Linked DNA regions of Sus scrofa: all the other regions are linked to region 1. A link is a contact called in public HiChIP or PLAC-seq data. All regions are on one chromosome and are shown on one strand. The core of a region is the stretch at or near the end of the contact, and the rest is flanking DNA. Distances in the headings are between cores, read along the strand shown. Region 1 holds the start of RAP2B (RAP2B, member of RAS oncogene family). Region 2 holds the start of P2RY13 (P2Y purinoceptor 13). Region 3 holds the start of DHX36 (ATP-dependent RNA helicase DHX36).

What was found. HiChIP or PLAC-seq counts read pairs in DNA pulled down with a chosen protein or histone mark.
Region 2: a contact with region 1 is called in an H3K27ac HiChIP or PLAC-seq map of alveolar macrophages. The contact joins the promoter of P2RY13 here to the promoter of RAP2B in region 1. A contact is called at or near these places in 1 of 5 promoter capture datasets (liver) and 1 of 2 datasets of contacts at active chromatin or transcription factors (alveolar macrophages).
Region 3: a contact with region 1 is called in an H3K27ac HiChIP or PLAC-seq map of alveolar macrophages. The contact joins the promoter of DHX36 here to the promoter of RAP2B in region 1. A contact is called at or near these places in 1 of 5 promoter capture datasets (liver), 1 of 47 Hi-C or Micro-C datasets (skeletal muscle) and 2 of 2 datasets of contacts at active chromatin or transcription factors (alveolar macrophages and skeletal muscle).

Annotation. Positions count from the first base shown.
Region 1 is chr13:93,306,482-93,309,586 of Sscrofa11.1, reverse strand. It overlaps RAP2B (RAP2B, member of RAS oncogene family), which reads right to left and starts at 1,475. Exons shown (of 1, transcript NM_001123185.1): 1 at 924-1,475. The coding sequence starts at 1,475. The coding sequence ends at 924.
Region 2 is chr13:91,512,161-91,515,265 of Sscrofa11.1, reverse strand. P2RY13 (P2Y purinoceptor 13) reads left to right here and starts at 1,579. Exons shown (of 2, transcript XM_021069624.1): 1 at 1,579-2,147; 2 at 2,876-3,105. The coding sequence starts at 2,911. The region is part of intron 16 of MED12L (mediator of RNA polymerase II transcription subunit 12-like protein); the gene reads right to left.
Region 3 is chr13:94,348,881-94,351,985 of Sscrofa11.1, reverse strand. DHX36 (ATP-dependent RNA helicase DHX36) reads left to right here and starts at 1,653. Exons shown (of 25, transcript XM_021069687.1): 1 at 1,653-1,992. The coding sequence starts at 1,735.

The DNA of each region.
Region 1 (3,105 bases), core at 226-2,725:
CTGCCAACCAATAAGAACAAAAAGCTAAATCTAAAAACACACACACACACAACAGTACACACAAAAATGTGCAGATCTGTAACATTTTTTTTCACAGCTGATAAAAAAAAATACTACCGTTCTCCCCCAGACTCCCCTTTGATACAGTAGGTAAACAAAAATAGATTTTTTTTTTCCACAAATATCAGCAGACACATTCTGGCACCCCACACTGTATTGGCATCAGTGTTAACAGTCCCAGTTCAGATGTGCAATACTTCAGATTGGATACACTGTAACAAGAATCCAACTTTGCATAGACATCCTCAGAATCATAATCAGTCACGGGGTTGCCCTTCCAAGCTGGCAGAAAAGGAACCCGATCTTAATTTCCAGCTACTCCTGGAAAACGAGGAAAAAAAACAAAAGTTTTTTCCTCTCCTCCTGCTCCTTCATTTGGTTCTCCCGGACTTCCTTCCGAGTATTTAAAACTTGGAACGAGAAAAACGGTTTTGGACAGAAAAACAAAAACAAAAAACTCCCCCTTTCCAACCTTCTCCCCGTCCTCTTCCTCCCCCACCCCATTTTTTTTTTTTTTTTTTTCTCCAGGCTGAAACTTTCGCTTGCCGGTGTCAAGCTGCCAATACAGCGCCCCAACGGCTGCGTCAATGGGGAAATAACGCGTCAACCAAAATCAATGAGAAACGTACATGCCGCAAAGAGCCACATTTCCATCGGGTCTCGGATGGTCAGAACGGCACACCCCCTCGGACACGGGGCAGAGGCAGGGGACATGGCCACGGGGGCCAGCCGGGCTCCCGGGACACCCCGGCCGATGCAAAGTCGTCTCCAATCTCAAAGCAAGAAGAGAAATCACATTTAGAGTCGGGTGCGTTTGGCTTTTGTGCGCAGAGCTCGGCCGGCGCGCGGCAGCCGCGGGCGCCTCAGAGGATCACGCAGGCCGAGCAGCAGCCCTCGTCTCCGTTGGGCTGCGCCGCGTAGTTCATCTGCCGCACGATCTCGGCAAACAGCTCGTCCACCGAGGCTTTGTTTTTGGCCGATGTCTCCATGAAGGGGCAGCTCCACTCCTCGGCCAGGGCCTTGCCCTCGCCGTAAGAGACCTCGCGCTCGCCCTCCAAGTCCACCTTGTTGCCCACCAGGATCATGGGCACTCTCTCGTACCGCTTTACGCGGATGATCTGGTCCCGCATAGGCTTGATGTCCTGGAAGCTCTGCTGGTTAACGAGGCTGTAGACGAGGATGAAACCCTGGCCGTTCTTGATGTACAGGTCCCGCATGGACGCGAACTGCTCCGTGCCGGCCGTGTCCAGGATCTCCAGCACGGACGGCGACGAGTCCACCTCGATCTCCTTGCGGTAGAAGTCCTCGATGGTGGGGTCGTACTTCTCGATGAAGGAGCCGGTCACGAACTGCACGGTGAGCGCGGACTTGCCCACGCCGCCCGAGCCTAGCACCACCACTTTGTACTCTCTCATGGCTCCGTCGGCGCTCGCCCGTCGGGGCTGCGCGCCGTAGTAAGGCTGGGCTTGGCGGCTGGACTTCTACCCTTCCTCAGCTCCGCAGGAAAAACTCAGGAGCGAAATGGCCGAGGAGCGCAGAGCGCGGAAATCACCGAGCGGGGGCCGGGCGCCGGGCCGGCCGGCAGCGGCAGCGCGTCCCTGGGGCGCAGGTCCGGGGCCCCGCAGCAGCCCGCGGCGGCAGCGGCAGCGGCAGCCTGGGCGGCGGAACCGGAGGACAATGCCGGCAGCCTGTGCAAAGCGAAGGCTGCAGCTTCTCGTCGCGGCAGCCCAGAAGGGCGAGGAGGCGGCGGAGGTAGCGGGCTGCGGAGGCGGCAGCTAATTGCGCGTCGGGCCGGGACGCGCGTGGCATGAGTCCCCGCAGAGCGTGCGCCCACCGCCGCGGCCCATGGAGCTCTCTTCCTCAGCCTCCGCGGGGCGAGGGCTTCCTACTCGCCGCGCGCAGCCCGGCCCTCCCCGCCCGGACGAGCATGCCCAGTGCGCCGCCGCCGGCCGCTCCCGCCGGATCCGCTGCTCCTGGTTTTCCAGGGAGCCGGGCGGAGGCGGGGTTGTGGGTGGGGCTCGCGATTTGAGTCGGGACTAGCGGATTCGCCGGAGGCTCTGGTCTCCCAGCAAGAGGACAAATGTGCCGGGATGTGTAGGTGTTTGTGGCGGGCTGGGAGAGCTCCAGTGGGAGGTTGGAGGCAGCCTTCTTTCGCCGCTCTGGGTTCATACATAGGGGCTCAGGCTCTTCGAGAAGCGAGTGGGTGCGGCAGCCACCCCCTCACTCCTCCCTGGGAATAGGGAGGATTGGGCTCTTGCCTCGCATCATTCAGAGCCCGTAGATCCCACTTCCCAGACCCCCGGAGGGTGTGTCTCCCGGGATTGAGACCCAAAGGACGTTTGGGTGTTTGGCGGGAAGACCATCTTCCCCTACCCAAGGCGCAGCTCTTTCTACCCGACCTTCTCTGGCCTACTCTCCCGCACTTTCATCTCTGGGACAAAGAAAACGGGAATGCTGGGTCTGAAACCCTGTTGCGACTAGGGAAAGGGCTGCCTCTACTAACCAGAGCTGTCTTCGGGCTAGGGTTCCGCGGGCCACCCCGCCCCCCCACTCGCCCCCTCCCCCGCCCCAGTCAGCTGGGGCCAAAATCTGGAGAGCGGATTACAGTCCTATCCAAAGCGGCGGTGGCGCCCGCAGCTAGTCAGGGCATGCTCAGTGCACAGAGCAGGTTTGGGGGCTTGGAAGTAGGAAGCTTGTGCACCACACACCCACACTCTAGCTCAAATTACCTCTCCCAGACTCTGGACCCATTGGTCCCGGGGCGCAAATCTCACACCCTCAAATGCTCTCCCATTGGCTACTGCCAAGATCTTATCAGTTTGGGCTGCTTCATTGGCTAAAAAGTAGACTCCGCTCGTGATTGGTTATTTATAGAGATTGAGTTGAGAGGCGGAGGCACAGCTGTTCTTTCTCTGCTGCTCCCCGCCCCCTTCCTCCCACTTCCCCATCCTAGTCGTTTTGAAGCTAAGAGTGAAAAAAATAAGGAATTTAGGCGGAGATCTCAGAGCTAAATATAGTCCTTTGTTGGTGTATTGGAGAGAATCT
Region 2 (3,105 bases), core at 330-2,829, 1.8 Mb after region 1:
AAACTAATTATATTGCACAAGTTCTTTCAAATGAATGAAAGTCCTGAGCCCCACCTCAGCTCCCCAACTTAAAGGTCTGGCATCAGGGAAAAAAAAAAAAATCCCCAGAGCATTTGGCTTTGAAGGCCTAGAGCACAGGAGTTCCACAGGACTAGGGGAAACAAAGACTCTACTCTTGGAGGGCGCACACAGGGTTTCATGTGCACTGGGAACCAGCACAAAGCAGTTACGCCACAGGGGTTTAGGCCAGACCTAACAGTGGGGCTTGAAGGGTCTCCTGGGAGGCAGGAGGCAGCTGAGGCTCACAGGAAGGGCAAGGACACAGGTAGTAGAGGTCCCAGGATGCTGACTGGCATGAGCTCTACCAGAGGTCACCATTTTGGCACCAAGATGCAGCCCTACTCAACAGCTTGCAGGCTCCAATGCTGATGTACCACAGGCCAAACAACCAGCAGGATGGGAACACAGCCTCATTCATCAGCAGACAGGCTGTCTAAAGCTGTACTGAGCTCACAGCCACCTCTTGACATGGCCACCACCAGGAGCCCTGCACAAGCCCTTGGACCAACCTTACCCACCGGGGGAAGACATCAGAAGCAAGAGGAACTATGATCCTGTAGCCTATGGAAACAAGACCACAAACAAAGAAAGTGAAACAAAATGAGATGGTAGATAAATATGTTCCAGACAAAGAAACAATATAAAACCTTAGAAGAACTAAGTGAAGTAGAGACAGGCAATCTACCTGAAAAAGATGACCCAAGATCTTGGAAAAAAGAATGGAGGCACAGAAATAACAAGAAATGTTTAACAAAGAGCTAGAAGATTTAAAGAACAAACAAAGATGAGCAATACAATACCTGAATCCATAGCAGAATAACCGAGGAAGAAGAACAAAAAAAGTGAGCTGGAAGACAGTGATAGAAACACCCACTTTTGATAAAAACTTTCTGGAAAGTGGGCATAAAGGGAACCTACCTCAACATAATAATGGCCATATATGACAAACCTGCAGCTAACATTGTTCTCAATTGTGAAATGCTGATAGCATTTCCTCTAAGATGAGGAACAAAACAAGCATGCCCACACTCACCACTGTTATTCAACATAGTTTTGGAAGTCCTAGCCACATCAATCAGAGAAGAAAAAGAAGTAAAAGGAATCCAAACTTGAAAAGAAGAGGAGTTCCCATCATGGCTCAGCGGTAACAAACCTGACTAGGATTCATGAGGATGTGGGCTTGATCCCTGGCCTCACTCAGTGGGTTAAGGATCCAGCATTGCTATAAGCTGTGGTGCAGGTCACAGACAAGGCTCAGATCCCACGTTGCAGTGCCTGTGGTGTAGGCCAGTGGTTACAGCTCTGATTCGACCCTGGAAACTGCCATATGCTGCAGGTGTGGCCCTAAAAAGACAAGTATGTATATATATATGTGTGTGTGTGTATATATATATGTATATGTGTGTGTATATGTGTATATATATATATATATGTGTGTGTGTGTGTGTATATATACATATATCTGAAAAGAAGAAGTAAAATGGTAACTGTTTGCAAATGACATAACGCTATACATAGAAAATCCTAGAGATGCTACCAGAAAACTACTAGAGCTCATCAATGAATTTGTAAGGCTGCAGGATACAAAATTAATACACAGAAACTTCTTGCATTACTAAACACTAATAACAAAATATCAGAAAGAGAAATTAAGGAAACAATCCCATTAAGCATCATATCAAAACAAAACAAAACAAAACAAAAAACCTTAGGAATAAGCCTACCTAAGGAGGCAAAGAACCTGCACTCTGAAAACTATAAGATGTGGATGAAAGAAATCAAAGATGATACAACCAGATGGAAAGACATATCATGTTCTTGGATTGGAAGAATCAATATTGTCAAACTGCAACTAAACTGATTTATCCAAGCCATTGTAGATTAACAGTCCACAAAAGAGGTTCCTTATAAGAAAAACCCCAAAGGACTGCATATGAAGAGGTTCTAATGGATCACACTGCGTATGTGGAAATGAGGAAGGAAACTCGGTATAAAAAAGCAGACACTTGCTTCACAGGCTCTTCATGGGCTTAACTAATGACTGCCTTAATCCGAAGATACTGAGCTGAGTATCCTCGCACACAAAGGTAAATTTCAACTATTATTAAGAGCAGCTTGTTTATAAATGATGGAATATGTTCAAGGGGGGAAATGCTTTAAGGTTAACATTCTACAAACCATTGATTATGAGCATAAGAGGTTATATAATGTAGAGGAATCTGACATGAATAATTACCTCTTAAGCAGGTTTTGTTTTACTGCCACATTAAAAGTAGCACTTATGAATGAGGCAGACCAGTCATTTGGATTCCATCAGGGTGTGAAGGTAATGGCACTATTACAAATACCAAAAATGTATTGTGCTTCAAAAATTTTAACCAGGAGTTCCTGTCGTGGCACAGTGGTTAACGAATCCGACTAGGAACCATGAGGTTGCGGGTTCGGTCCCTGCCCTTGCTCAGTGGGTTAACGATCCGGCGTTGCCGTGAGCTGTGGTGTAGGTTGCAGACGCGGCTCGGATCCCGCGTTGCTGTGGCTCTGGCGTAGGCCGGTGGCTACGGCTCTGATTAGACCCCTAGCCTGGGAACCTCCATATGCCGTGGGAGCGGCCCAAGAAATGGCAAAAAAAATAAAATAAAATAAAAGACAAAAAAAATTAAAAAAAAAAAATTTTAACCAGAAACAACGTATGACTTCTCAACTGATCTAATGAATGAAATGAATAAATGTTAAGTTTTAATATGCTGCAAACCTAAAGTCTGTTTTTAACAAGGAGCATTTTGAAATCATGAAATTCTTCGTGTTTTACTTCGAGTCTATGTCTATTTGTAACAGCTGACACTGGACATCATGAACGCCACAGTGGTGAAGGGTTTCAATGGGTCTGAGCGGTGCCCCAGGGACATGCAGACAGCACAGCTGGTGTTCCCAGCCATCTACACTGCTGTCTTCTTCATTGGCATCCTGCTGAACGCTTTGGCCCTATGGGTGTTCATTTACATCCCCAGCTCCTCCACCTTCATTGTCTACCTCAAAAACACTTTG
Region 3 (3,105 bases), core at 404-2,903, 1.0 Mb before region 1:
ACATCCACACTTACCTCCTCCATTCTTTTCTACTCAAAGCAGTCAAAGTAATCACTGCCCTACTTAAAATGTATTATTGCTCTTTTTCTGGCATGTAAGGTCTTTCATAGTTAGGATCCTTTCTATATCTTTGGCCTTCACCATCAGTCTCTTAAGTTTCAGTGTAGAATTTTCTCTCTCCAACCTTTTCATTATCTTTTCATAAACATTGTTCCTTCTACCTGTAATAATCTCTTTACTCCTCATTAATTTAGCTAAAGTCTACTTATTTCAAAAGTCATCGCTTACCCTCTCATTCTTTAGAAAGAACTAACCAGACACCAAAATTAAATTATTTTTCCTGTAACATCTCATGGCTATTGGAAGGTGGAGGACTCTTCCTTTACCCTCCTGTTTGGTTCTTGGGGAACTGCAAATTAAACTGACAAAAGGCAGATTAGCAAGTCATAAAGTAGATTTAATCACACACCTATGGAAGTTCACAGAAAACCGGGACTCAAGGCCATAGTACTACTTGGGGCTTATATACCATCTCATAGCAAAGGGAAGGAGGGGAAAGTTATTTATGGGAAAACAAATGACTTTAGGAAAGGTAAATGAACCCTTATGAGAACAGATGGAAGATATAATTTTGTTACAAAGTCTTTTCAGATGTGGTGTTGATTTGCAGTCTTCAGTGATAAAAGTCAATCTTCCCTGGTTCCTCTCCCAGAGAAGAGATTTAAAATAATTGAGTTCTTCCGAGTTCTTTTGGGAAGCTCTGCTTTTAGGTAGGTCAGAGATTTCAAGAACTCAAATGTCTCTGCTCAAAGTAATTTTTATTCCACAGCAATGTACTCTGGACTTCCTCACAGCAAACAATACACTTATTTATTTAGCCCTTATCTTTTACTCAAGACTGTAAGCAAATAAAAGCTGATGCTTTATTTGTCTTGTTCAGTGAGTATCACCACAATCTTTAAATCAGTACATGTGTACATAAACTGGGTATCTCCTGCTAAACATCCAAGCTTGTATTGCCCAGTTATTTGATTATTCAAGAATAGCTTGTGCTAGACCCTCAGTTGTGTGGTCAATCAAAAATAGACAGCTTCATACAACACAGGAAACTTCAACTCCTGTTTCATTTGCATTCTCTTAGTGTCCTGCACTAAATTTGGGTAGACAGGCTCATCTTATGCTTCTGGATAAAGTTAGTAACTAATGATAATCCTTTAAAAGAGGCAGGGACATTTTATACTTAACTATATTCGAAACAGGTGCTAGGGTGTTTTCATGACACAGCTACTAGTAAAGAAAAAAAAATGAACTCATTTCCTTTAGGAAACAAAGCATTCTATCCACAGGTTCTTTCACTGTGCCAATCAACATTTACAGAGACCGATTGGAAGCAAACTCGGATTTTACCAGGAAAAGTATGAAAGTAAAACTCAAACCCCATTTCTTCATATGTTGTGCGTAGGGAAAGAAAACCTGCGAGCCTCTTGCTTGCTCTCTCTTCAAAAGTACAAAGATAAACAATTAAGGTCACAAACAATTTCACTTGGGCCAAGCTCGGACCTACAAGTCCCCGGACCCGTGACGTCACCGGAAACGGCTTCTTGTTACGCTCAATATCCCTCCCTCTCGCGCTGGGCGCCGGAAGCAAAGCGGAAGTGGGCGCTCACTGGCTTCCGGGCCCGGTCGCCATTTCCAGCGGTTGTAGCTTCTCACGGGTTGTAATCCGCTGGGACAATGAGCTATGACTACCATCAGAGCTGGGGCCGCGATGGCGGGCCCCGCGGCTCCAGCGGGGGTTATGGAGGAAGCTATGGAGGAGGCCGTGGAGGAGGCCATGGGGGGAACCGAGGTTCCGGAGGTGGCGGCGGCGGCGGAGGAGGGGGTGGTCGAGGCGGCCGAGGCCGACATCCAGGGCACCTGAAAGGCCGCGAAATCGGCTTGTGGTACGCGAAGAAACAAGGACAGAAAAATAAGGAAGCGGAAAGGCAGGAGGTAATCTGAGACTCGGTAGTGGAGGGGGGTAAGGCAGGACTGATTTTCTTTTCCATCTTGCTGCCCCCTTTCTTTCCTTTTTTTGTATCTTAACTTCGTTTCTAAACTGATGCATGTGCTCTGTGAAATGCAAGTGCTGAAGCGTCCCATAGTGGATATTGTTACAGTTGACGGTGACTCTGTGCATCTCACTTGAAGCAGTTGAGATTTATGTGGGCTCAATGTGTACTTTGCTTAAAAGACGTGAGAACTGGAGATAAAACGAATGTTAAATTCAGGGTCCAGCCGAAATTTACTGGGGTGTTACTGTCATAGTATCTCTTCCTACCATTTCCCGTAGAATAATTAATGCCACTTTCATTTAAATTCCTTGCTTGATGAACTCTAAAATAGCAACTTTATACTTGAGATACAGGTTTGTGCAAAACAAAAACTTTCAACCACTCTTTTGAATGTAGATCCTTCAGAAGAATATTCCAACTTTAATTTTTAGTATTAAAATAAACACAAACCCAAATGTTTTGCTTTTATGTTGGGCTAGAGAGGTTCCTGCTAAAGTAGCTCCTATTTGAGAAGTAAACCTAGATCCTAGAAGTGGAAGAAATTTCAAGAGATAATTTGACTTGTCTCTTCAGGTTGGTAACTAACTGTCCATTTGATTTGTATCCTGAAGAGGTGTAATAAAGGAAACATTAAAGATCCCAGAGTGGCCTATTCTCTGTTCTGATAGTAATTTTATGTATTTATATAGTATACATATATGATTAAACAAGTTTTCTTAATATAAGCTTAGAACAGCTTTTTAGTGACTTTAAAAGCATCTTTCATGTTAGATAGAGTGTAATTGAATCACCATTTAGGCTTCTGTTTTAAAATCATCCCATTTCTTTATTTTTCTTTTATCCGTGTCATTTTTATTGATTCTTTGAGGATGTATCCATCTTCACATTATCATATTCTCTTAAAAAACCACCACCAACACCATATTTCTTTGACAACCAAAAATTAACTTATTGAGCAAACCAGTTTTTCAGAAGTTAAGGAAAAGACATCTAAGTCATCTTGAAATTGGAAGAATAATTGAGTGATTAGTATTAAAGGTACGTAATAACT